2 separate regions of the Drosophila melanogaster genome follow, and region 2 is linked to region 1. The links are chromatin contacts, called in public Hi-C maps. All regions are on one chromosome and are shown on one strand. The core of a region is the stretch at or near the end of the contact, and the rest is flanking DNA. Distances in the headings are between cores, read along the strand shown.

What was found. A called contact is a pair of places that touch in the nucleus more often than the background predicts.
Region 2: a contact with region 1 is called in a Hi-C map of the S2 cell line, with 2.8 times the contacts expected there. A contact is called at or near these places in 3 of 107 Hi-C or Micro-C datasets (the ML-DmBG3-c2 cell line and the S2 cell line).

What each region holds. Positions count from the first base shown.
Region 1 is chr2L:848,086-852,667 of dm6, reverse strand. lncRNA:CR44060 (long non-coding RNA:CR44060) reads right to left here and starts at 1,966. Exons shown (of 1, transcript NR_073684.1): 1 at 1,505-1,966. It overlaps drongo (drongo,), which reads left to right and starts at 1,597. Exons shown (of 5, transcript NM_057891.3): 1 at 1,597-2,769. The coding sequence starts at 2,600. CG4291 reads left to right here. Exons shown (of 4, transcript NM_001272917.1): 1 at 1-40; 2 at 97-169; 3 at 226-950; 4 at 1,009-1,417. The coding sequence starts at 39. The coding sequence ends at 1,225.
Region 2 is chr2L:1,425,922-1,430,608 of dm6, reverse strand. CG43401 reads right to left here and starts at 2,135. Exons shown (of 1, transcript NM_001298633.1): 1 at 1,450-2,135. The coding sequence starts at 1,941. The coding sequence ends at 1,762.

The sequences.
Region 1 (4,582 bases), core at 717-3,216:
ATTACTTGTATTCGAAACAATTAAGCTGAGAAATCATCATGTAAGTCTGCGTTATTATCCTCCGGCTTTGCCATAGCTAACTCTCGATTCCAACAGGACGGAGTACTGGAAATCAAACGAGCGCAAGTTCTGCGACTTCTGCAAATGCTGGCTGAGCGACAACAAGGCGGTGAGTCCATAGAATAAACTCGCTTTTCGGCACTCTAATGACCCCTAATCCCGCAGAGCGTCGCCTTCCACGAGAGTGGCAAGCGGCACAAGATGAATGTGGCCAAGCGGATCACGGACATCAGTCGCAACAGCGAGAAATCGGAGCGGGAGCGCCAGAAAATGGACGCGGAGATCCGCAAGATGGAGGAGGCGGCCATGAAGTCGTACGCACAGGATGTCCATTCGCGCGGTGACATGACCGCCAGGTCCATTAACACGGTAATGAGGGCCACCGCCACTGCTGCCGCCTCAGGCGGAGCTCACTCCTTCGCCGGAAGATCACGCCAAGTGGACCCCATGCGCCTGGAAGGATTGTCCGACGAAGAAGAAGACCAGAGGCGGGTGGCTCCCGGCAAGGTAACAAGCGACGCAGCCGTGCCCGAGGCATCCCTCTGGGTGGAGGGCAAGTCGGACGAGGGACACACCTACTATTGGAACGTGAAGACCAATGAATCCGTGTGGAAGCCGCCGAAAGAGGGCTATCTGTCCTACGAGGAGTACGAGCGCATCAACCAGCTGGCCATCGACCAGCAGCAGATCTCCCAGGCCGAGGAATCGCTGAAATTCCGCGCCAATGTCGACGAGGAAGTGGCGAGGGTGAACCGAGAGAAGATGAAAGCCTTCCGCAGGACGGACAATCCCAAGGAAAAGAAGCAGAAGGAGGAGAGGCGTCAGACATTCAAAACGGAGGAAGAGGCGGCCACCAAAGAGATTGGACAGTGGCAAACTGTGGAAGTGAAGTAGGGCCTTCCTACTAGGTTCAAATGCATTTACTGATAAATTTATGGATTTTTGTAGAGCACCTGAGCAGCCCATCGACTGGCAGCTACCCAAAACGGATTACTACAGTGCTGCGCCCGTGGTTTCCGCCTCGAGTGAACCAGAACCTCCAGTCAAGAAGTTCAAGGAAAAGACGATTGGCGGTCTGGATGAGGAGATAGCCGCCACTGCGCCCGCCACGTTCAAGCGGAAATTCATCAGGAAGGGAAACAGCCGCCAGCGCGCCGAGGATTAAGAAGTACTCCATGTGCTTATGTGCATATTTCACCTACTAGTTAGGTTTAGGCATAGGAAATGTTTAGGTTTTTAAGTGTTTGCTTATACCAATTAAAAAGTGAGATGCGTTTAACTAATATTAGATTAAACATAGCTATTGTAGAATTATTATTATCTTTAGTCGACTTGCATTCAATAAATATTTCCCAACATTTTAAATAGTAATATGTTTTTTAAAAAGTTTTAAATTTCGATAACAGTTATCGAATTAGGTTCAATCGGTGTGTGTCTGTGCTTTAGTTGCGGCATATTTAGGTCTTAGAGCTCCGTCCAATTTTAGTGCATTTCCAGCGGCAACACGAGGTATGTTTCTCCCGTCCGCCAACGGTCACTCTGCTGCTGTTGTTGTAGGCGAGCGGTCGGAATTTGCGTCGGAATTGTGTTGAGTCGAGTCGCGCTATTTTGTTTCGAGTGCGCTGTGCTGTTTGGTTTCGTTCCGTTTCGTTTCGCTGTTCGTTTTCCACTCGTCTTCGAATCCGCACTGCAAACAAACAAGGAGAAGGGGAAGCAGCAAAAGTGGCGAGTGCATTCGCAGCGTCGAAATTTCAATTGAAATCTGAAATCTGTGTGGCAATTGCAGCGGCACTCGGTGTAAATAGATTGAATTGAAGCGAAATTCTGCGAGTCGAAGAAGTGAAAAGTAAACAATAACACGGGCAATCGGAAAAGTGGTTTTCGATAAATCGCACCGCACACACACACCTGTCAGTGTGAGTGTCAAAGTGAGTGTGTGAGTGTGCGTCGAAGGAGAGGAAAGGTCAAGCCAAAAATTGCGTAAAGAAAAGGAAAGGAAAGCTTAGAAGAGGGGAAGGGGAATTACGTCAGTTTCGCATTCCCGATAAAAATTTTTGATTCCCTAAACGATCCTGATAGCCAGCCATTACGATAGGCAAAAAACGATAACAGCGGAAATTTACGTCAATTTGGAGCAGAAAGTAAACGATACCAATTCCCGAAAGAATTCAAAAAATCAGGCAAGATTCAGTTCGTGTACGCTTACAACAGCTCCGCGCCCCACGCCGCCTCCTCCTACCGCACCGCCGTCGCCCCCTTTGCGCCCTACGCGGCCGAGCGGTCCACCCACCACCACCCACTCCCGCCCCCCGAGGAGCGGCTGCCCTCGGACACCGAGCAGCTAGCTGGATCCGACGAGGATCGGGCTCAGAGCCACGAAGCGGAAGCGGAGGAATCCGAGGAGGAGCGCGCAGGTAGCGGACCCTCCGTCAGGCCGCTCATCGCAGCAGCAGGAGCAACAACAACGACAACGTCGACGTCAGTAGTACCGGAAGCGGTACAAAGGGCGGCGGCCAAGGGAGCGACAGAGACGGCGACAATGGCGGTGGTGCGCAAGAAACAGGACGACAAGTACCTGCTCGCCCTGCGGGAACTAGTGGCCAGCGGGACGGGGAGCAATCGGCAGTGCTTCGACTGCGGCCAAAAAGGACCAACCTACGTGAACATGACCATCGGATCCTTTGTCTGCACCCGCTGCTCCGGAGTCCTGTAAGTATTTGCCTTCTTGTTGTTGTTTTCTAGTCTGGGATAATGTAGGGTAGATCCAGGAATTAGGCATAAGTCGCCTGCTAGGTGACCTTTGTTATGAGAATGTAACTGTAACTTGGCTATTCATATTTTAGTTATTTCTTTGGTTGTCTCTTTGAGTTTACCAGGTATTCAAGATACCTCTGGAAAATATTTCAAACAATTTCCGATGCACAGATTGATCTAGCTTGAGATTTGTAGAATAAGGATGGTGGGTTATGAACTGACAAATCTCTTAAAATCTTCCACAAGAAGAATCCAGATATACGACATTTATGGTTATGGCTTTCTTGAATGGCTTTTGGTTGAATTCACACATGTTTTTTATCAAAAAGCTGGCTACCTATATACATATTCTGATAACTGCCAAATGGGCTACCCCCACTGCGTTTAGGAGTCATATAAAATATTGCCTTGAGTGTTTCCAAAAATAGAAATGCAAATTGAGAGCTATCAACGTCGATCCGTGGACCTTTCTTGGTCTCCCGTGTTATCTTGACTTGAACCCAGCCAATTTGAACTCGCCTGACGTCCATTTGGGATCTGTGCCCGAGTGGAGTGACCGATAATTTGCGATCGATCGATGCAATGTCCGATCCCGCCCCCCATTATTATTTCGTATTGTGTGTGAAAGCGAAAGCAATTCCCCAACAATTTCGAACAATTTCGCACAATTTGGCTTCCTTTCCTTTTTGAATGCAAATGCAAATCGAAGACAAAACTTTCAATTGCGCGACATCGCGGCGAACGAAATTGTTTTGTCTTCGCCGGCGTCGCTTTCTATTCGTGTTTTTCCGTGGGGAGACGTTTTCGAGAGCCGCCCACCTGGCGGTTGAGTTGTGGGTGTCCTTGGCGCCCCTCAGTTTATTTTTTATTTTTGCCCCTCTAAGTAATTTGGCAAATTGGCTTTGATTTGTGAGCACTATGGCCAAATTGGGGTCATATATGTATTACCACTCCGCCGACACTGCATTTCATTTGATTTACGCATTTCCGGATCAAGCACATTACATGATTGCTCTTAAACTTCCGCTTGGCCCAGGTCCAGAAGCCCAGTCTCCCACGATTCGTGTGCCCCAGATTGTGGCCTCTCAATTGGACAGCATGCGGGTTTCTCCGCTGAGTTATCTCTATCATCGGAACCAGGTTGAAAAGTAGCCAACTGCAATGCGTTCGCCCTGCTGCACTCTGCAGTCCCCAACTCTTGTTTCGATGACTCATTGCCCATTCCTCAGTCTTCGGTGTGCGGTGCTCAATCCTCAATCCTTAGTCCTCAAACCTTGTTGCCAACTGCCAAGGGAAACAAATGTTGGCATGTAAATGAAAAGCCACATAAATGCCGGGGACACCAAGCGATTGCACTGCGAGAAAGGGTTAATGGTTAATTGTAACAAACAATTGGTCCTGTTAGTCGGATACTTCTGCGGTTTTTCAGTTACTAGTCTAACGACGTGCCACGTTTCTGCCGGTGTAGCCAAAAAGGGGTGTGGAAAGGTACTGCAGCAAATGGGGGACTCGGCCGAGGAAGGGGGCGTGGCAGGGGCGACAGCAGGCGACAACGAACTTCCTGGCTGAAAATGAGACTGGAACGTCGACTGCGACAAGGGAGCGAGTGCAGGGAATACCAAATGAAACCAACTCCTCCGACTCACGAAGAAATGGCTGTGCATGTTCGGCCCGCCTTTGGATATTGGAATCCGCTGCAGACCGGCCGGTCACTTGGAGCGCTTAATGGAGGAAGCGGTTCAGGAATGAGAATGGAACTGGCAATGGT
Region 2 (4,687 bases), core at 886-3,385, 580 kb before region 1:
TGTTATTTTTAAAAAGGCGGCAGAGTCGAGAAAATCGGGGAAGTCAGGAAAGTTGAGGGGTTGAGACAACATAAAAATGCTCATTTGTTGTTGCTGTCACAGGCGGAGACTCCCTTGTAATTAATCATATGCATTTGCTTTCATTAGCAAGTCAACAAGAAAAGATACTCTTCAGCGCATCTTACAGATGCGGTGATGGCTTATCGAACAAAAAGCCACACGGAATATGGGAAATAGGTTAAACAATGCCTTGGGATGATGAGTGGGAAGGCAAGTAAGTATTAGAACAAAATGCAAACATCATAAGAGTATTTCTTTTAATAATTGTTGGATATCTGAATGCTATGAAAGTGCTGGATAAACTCCATATAAACCTGAGTCTTAATATTAGGTGAATATATCGCCCAATAATACATGGATTTATTTTTGTTCCCTATTTGGCTGCCACAACAAATGGGAGTTCTTAGTCATCGGAAAACACAATGGATTAAGCATAGAGAGGAAGTAATGAGGGAAATTTATCAGTTGGCCCCTAAGCTTTGTGCTTTGTGCATTTATAGTTGGCCATTAAAGGATTACAAACGCTGAGCGCTTTTCTGGCCAAAGTTCTTCAATCTTCTCGTTTACCATATAGACCAAGTTTATCCGGGGGATTATTGTCGACTGGGATGGAAGATGGAGAGTGGGAAAGATCGGAATCGTTTGCTTGAATGATCACCGAGTCGGACAAAACCACAAAATCGGAAAAAGATTTCACAGAGCCATAAATTTGCCCTTTGCATACGCAATCCAGGTAGAGAGAGACCATTAAATTTGTAGCACAATTGTGGCAAAAATGTCTGTAATTACGGCAATGGCCATGGAAACTGCGACAGAGGGTTGCACTCGCATTCTCGACTGCATTTCCGATTGTCCAGGATGTTCGAGGACACGAGAGTGTTGGTAAATAATTGGTTATGGCTCTCCGGACGGCAGACAATATGCAGGCCATGCCGGAAAAATCGGTAAAACAAATGAAATGAAATACTCCATCGGTGGAGTGGGATTTTCGGGAGTGGTTCGCTTTGATTCCTCAGTAGTTATCTACGCATTTCTCCATTCTGACGTCTGTCAGCCGCATTTTATATGGCCCGATGCGTGTGCGTGAGAGTTTTGTTCAATTAATGCTTGTAAATTTGCCTAGAAATCACATAAATCCTGCTGGTGAAATGGAAACTCGCCTGAGTTATGAATTCAATAAATAATATATGAAAATATTCCAGGGAGCCTCGTTTGCCCAGAATAAATTTGTTGAAAAATAAGGTGCAATAAATAATTATAACAAATTTTTGGGCTTTCAATAGTTTTAATTGTTAAGAACTGTAGGAAACCTATGGTGCTGAATAACAATTTCGTTATGGCTCTATTACCGAAAAGTTAATTGATTGGGAAGGAATTCACAATGATTTTGAAGTGGGAGTGCACTTGTTAAGTTATTGTTTATTTACTCACAAGTTTTCTGAAGAAATAATACATTTCATGGAATTTGCCTGCTTCCCTTCCAATCTCCCAATCATCTCCACACTTCCTTCTTGTCAATTTCCCCCAATTGACTTCCTTATGCAAATGAATCTTGTCGCTTGATTTTCATCGGAGATCATTAATTTTAATTCCGAATATGCCACACAAAATCTTTGTAAGTATAATTAACCGCCGATGCACTCGAAGCCATGCCAATCCCAGAAAGCCATCAGCACAACAGTTTCCAGTGACATCCATGAGCTACTTACTCGGATGAGTTCTACTTAAGCCTGTTTGCGCAACATCCACTATATGTTCTGAAGACATTTTCGGCTGCGAAGGAATGTTAATGCTACGAATACGGCAAAACATATTCCGAGTCATTAGGAGGAGTCCCCCGACTTCCAAGGAGGGTTGGCAAACATGGCAGAAGGTGAACATCAATTTTGAAACATTTTCCCCAGCGCACGAAACAGTCCAAATCGATGTCGATGGGCACGCCCCACAGGGGATATCACTACAAGAAATATTTGTATATTCAAGATATTATCTTGTGATACGGATTTAAGAACTATTGTGCGTTTCTAATTTTATTTGATTAAAAAGGTCAAGAAAGAAAAGACTTAAAAAGTCAAGAAACATAGCTCAATATTTTCTTAAAATTTCATTTAAATTTTTGTTCAGTGTATCTGAGGCCTTGCTGATTTGTAGGTGTTGTCGTCTTCATCTCGCCAGTTTAGCTGGCCTTTCCGATTTACACTGTGGCCACACAATTATGCTCATCAACATCCGTCAGTTTCTTCGGCGGTGGAAAAGTGTTAAGTAATGAGTTAATCTGCAACAAGACTCGCATGATTAAGTGCTCTGGGCCTGTTCGCACTCGGGAGGAGGTGGAGACTTCGGTTGGGGTTGATGTTGGGGTCGAGGTGGAAGTGGATGGGAATTCCGAATCGGAATGGAGGTGGGCGAGTTAAACGGGAGGTGGTTGCCGCTCAGAGTGGGTCTTTAAATAGATTCGTTCTGACCAGGCTTTGAGTTCACTGTGGTATGCCCTCTAATTCCACAAAAATTAAATTTGAAAATAGTTTGTTAAATGCAAATCTAAGTAACATATAAATAAGACAGATGGTTAGGGGAATCACTATTGTTCATATACATAATACCCAGTTATAGACATTGTTTGCGCCACTTTCGTCCCACTGTGCGATGGGCCACTGATAAATTATGATTGTGGCTGAGCAGAGTGAGCAGACGATTTGCTCGAATGCTGAGCCGCGCTTATTATTTATCACGCAAATTGAGTTAATGTGGCCGAGATTAAGGACTAGCTGCGATCACAGGGCACCCCATTGATCATTCCACCTCCAGACATCGCCTCCCGGCCTTATCAATTTGATAAATTACGATATAGATACAATGGAGCTCCGGTATCTATGTAGGTGAGTGTGGGGGGAGGTGTTCCGGCCACGAGTGAAATGTGGTCAACGGAAAAGTGTAGTAGCCCCTAACTGTGATTGACATAATTGGGCGCGCCATAAACGCAGCAGTACAGTGGGGCCCATGGTTTATGATCGCCACAGACAATGATCAATTACAATGAGCAATCTGAATCATAAATATTGTCAGTTTGACGGCAGCGAAAAGTAAAAATAAGGAAAACAACTCAATGCGTTGATTTTCCTTTATGCCGAAACTCCAATTAAAATTGAGATTATGATGGAGCACTGTAGCCCCAAAGAGAAGCAACAAAACAAACTGAAATAAATAAAGGAAATAACTGAAGAAGTGAACTGCATCCACGCTAAGTTGCAGTATTTTTGAAGAAGGTGAACCCACAGCGAGCCATAAATTATAATTATCGACGAGATTAACTCTTTGCCGCGCCACTTAACTGCGATGACACACGCTCCCCAGACGTCTTCCAAGTGCGACAGAGGGGGCTAATCGGAGAACGAGACGGGGATACCGGAGAGGTGGATCGGGCCGAAGACGCGTCTTCTGCTGGAAGAAAACAGCCGCAGATAAGCAACAAAGACGACACTAAATCGTGTGCGATAGCAGCGAGAAGATGCGTATTTCGAGAAAGGGTAGACGCACACATTACCTGTAACTAAATACAAATATTAAATATTTTTTATGAATTGGAGGGACCTGAAGTTTGAAAAAACCACTAGATTGGTTAAATGTACACGACATAAAAATAATTTATTATGGTGGTGTGACTGTGATTCCAAGGCTCATTCTTCTTTAGTTGAAGTTGTCATGTCATTACCCCTTCGAAAATACCCACCGACGATAATTCCTATCTTACATGACACATTCCCAGTATGAAAAAACAACGAGAGAGACAAGAGAAAAGGGTTGCAGTGACTAAAAACAAAAATAAAAGTTATATTGCAGGAAGAAACAGAACTTGTATCTCCCCGAGGAACATTCTTTATTTTTTGGCGATAACTTTGGCCGGACTGCCGGCGGCTACTTCAATTGATATTTCCAGGCAAACAAAACGCAAGAAGCTCGAAAAATGTATGACCCCCTGCGGTTTTATCGACGCCTCTGCGACAGCAGAACCCTGATTCGGATTCGGATCGGTGCTGCGTTCATCCGACGATTGAAATGCGAGCGAAAGACACGGGAATCGAATCCGACATTGTCACACAGCTGAACAAAAACTATAATAATCATAATGGGGGAAGAAGAACATTGTTTTTTGTGTCTTTTAGCTCGAATTTGCCATGGCGATGAGTCGAGTTCGAGTTCTGGATTTGGCTCTGGGGAGTCTGTTTCCCAGACCAGACCCATTTCATTCAGTACGCATTTCATTCATGGCTGCGATTCGAGATGCCCTCAACCCTGTAACAGAATGTGTATCTGTATCTGTACCTGTATGTGCATCTGTAGCTGTGACTCTATCTCGTTGCGTTGGTAATTTTCAATTTTTATAGGCATCTTGGGTCGCCGACGCTCTTGACCTGCAGATAAGATTCGTTCTAAACCTGCAACGCCTCACTCTACTTTTCCGTTCCCGATTTATGACACACCACAATGGCTAATGCTTAATTATGGCAAATTGCAAATCGAGGCCGTAAAAAAATTAACACGAATTTCATTTGTGTGTGCAGCCCGCCCAGTTCCGCTGCACCGTCCCCAGCTAAATATTTTAATTAGCTCCGACGATCATTAAACT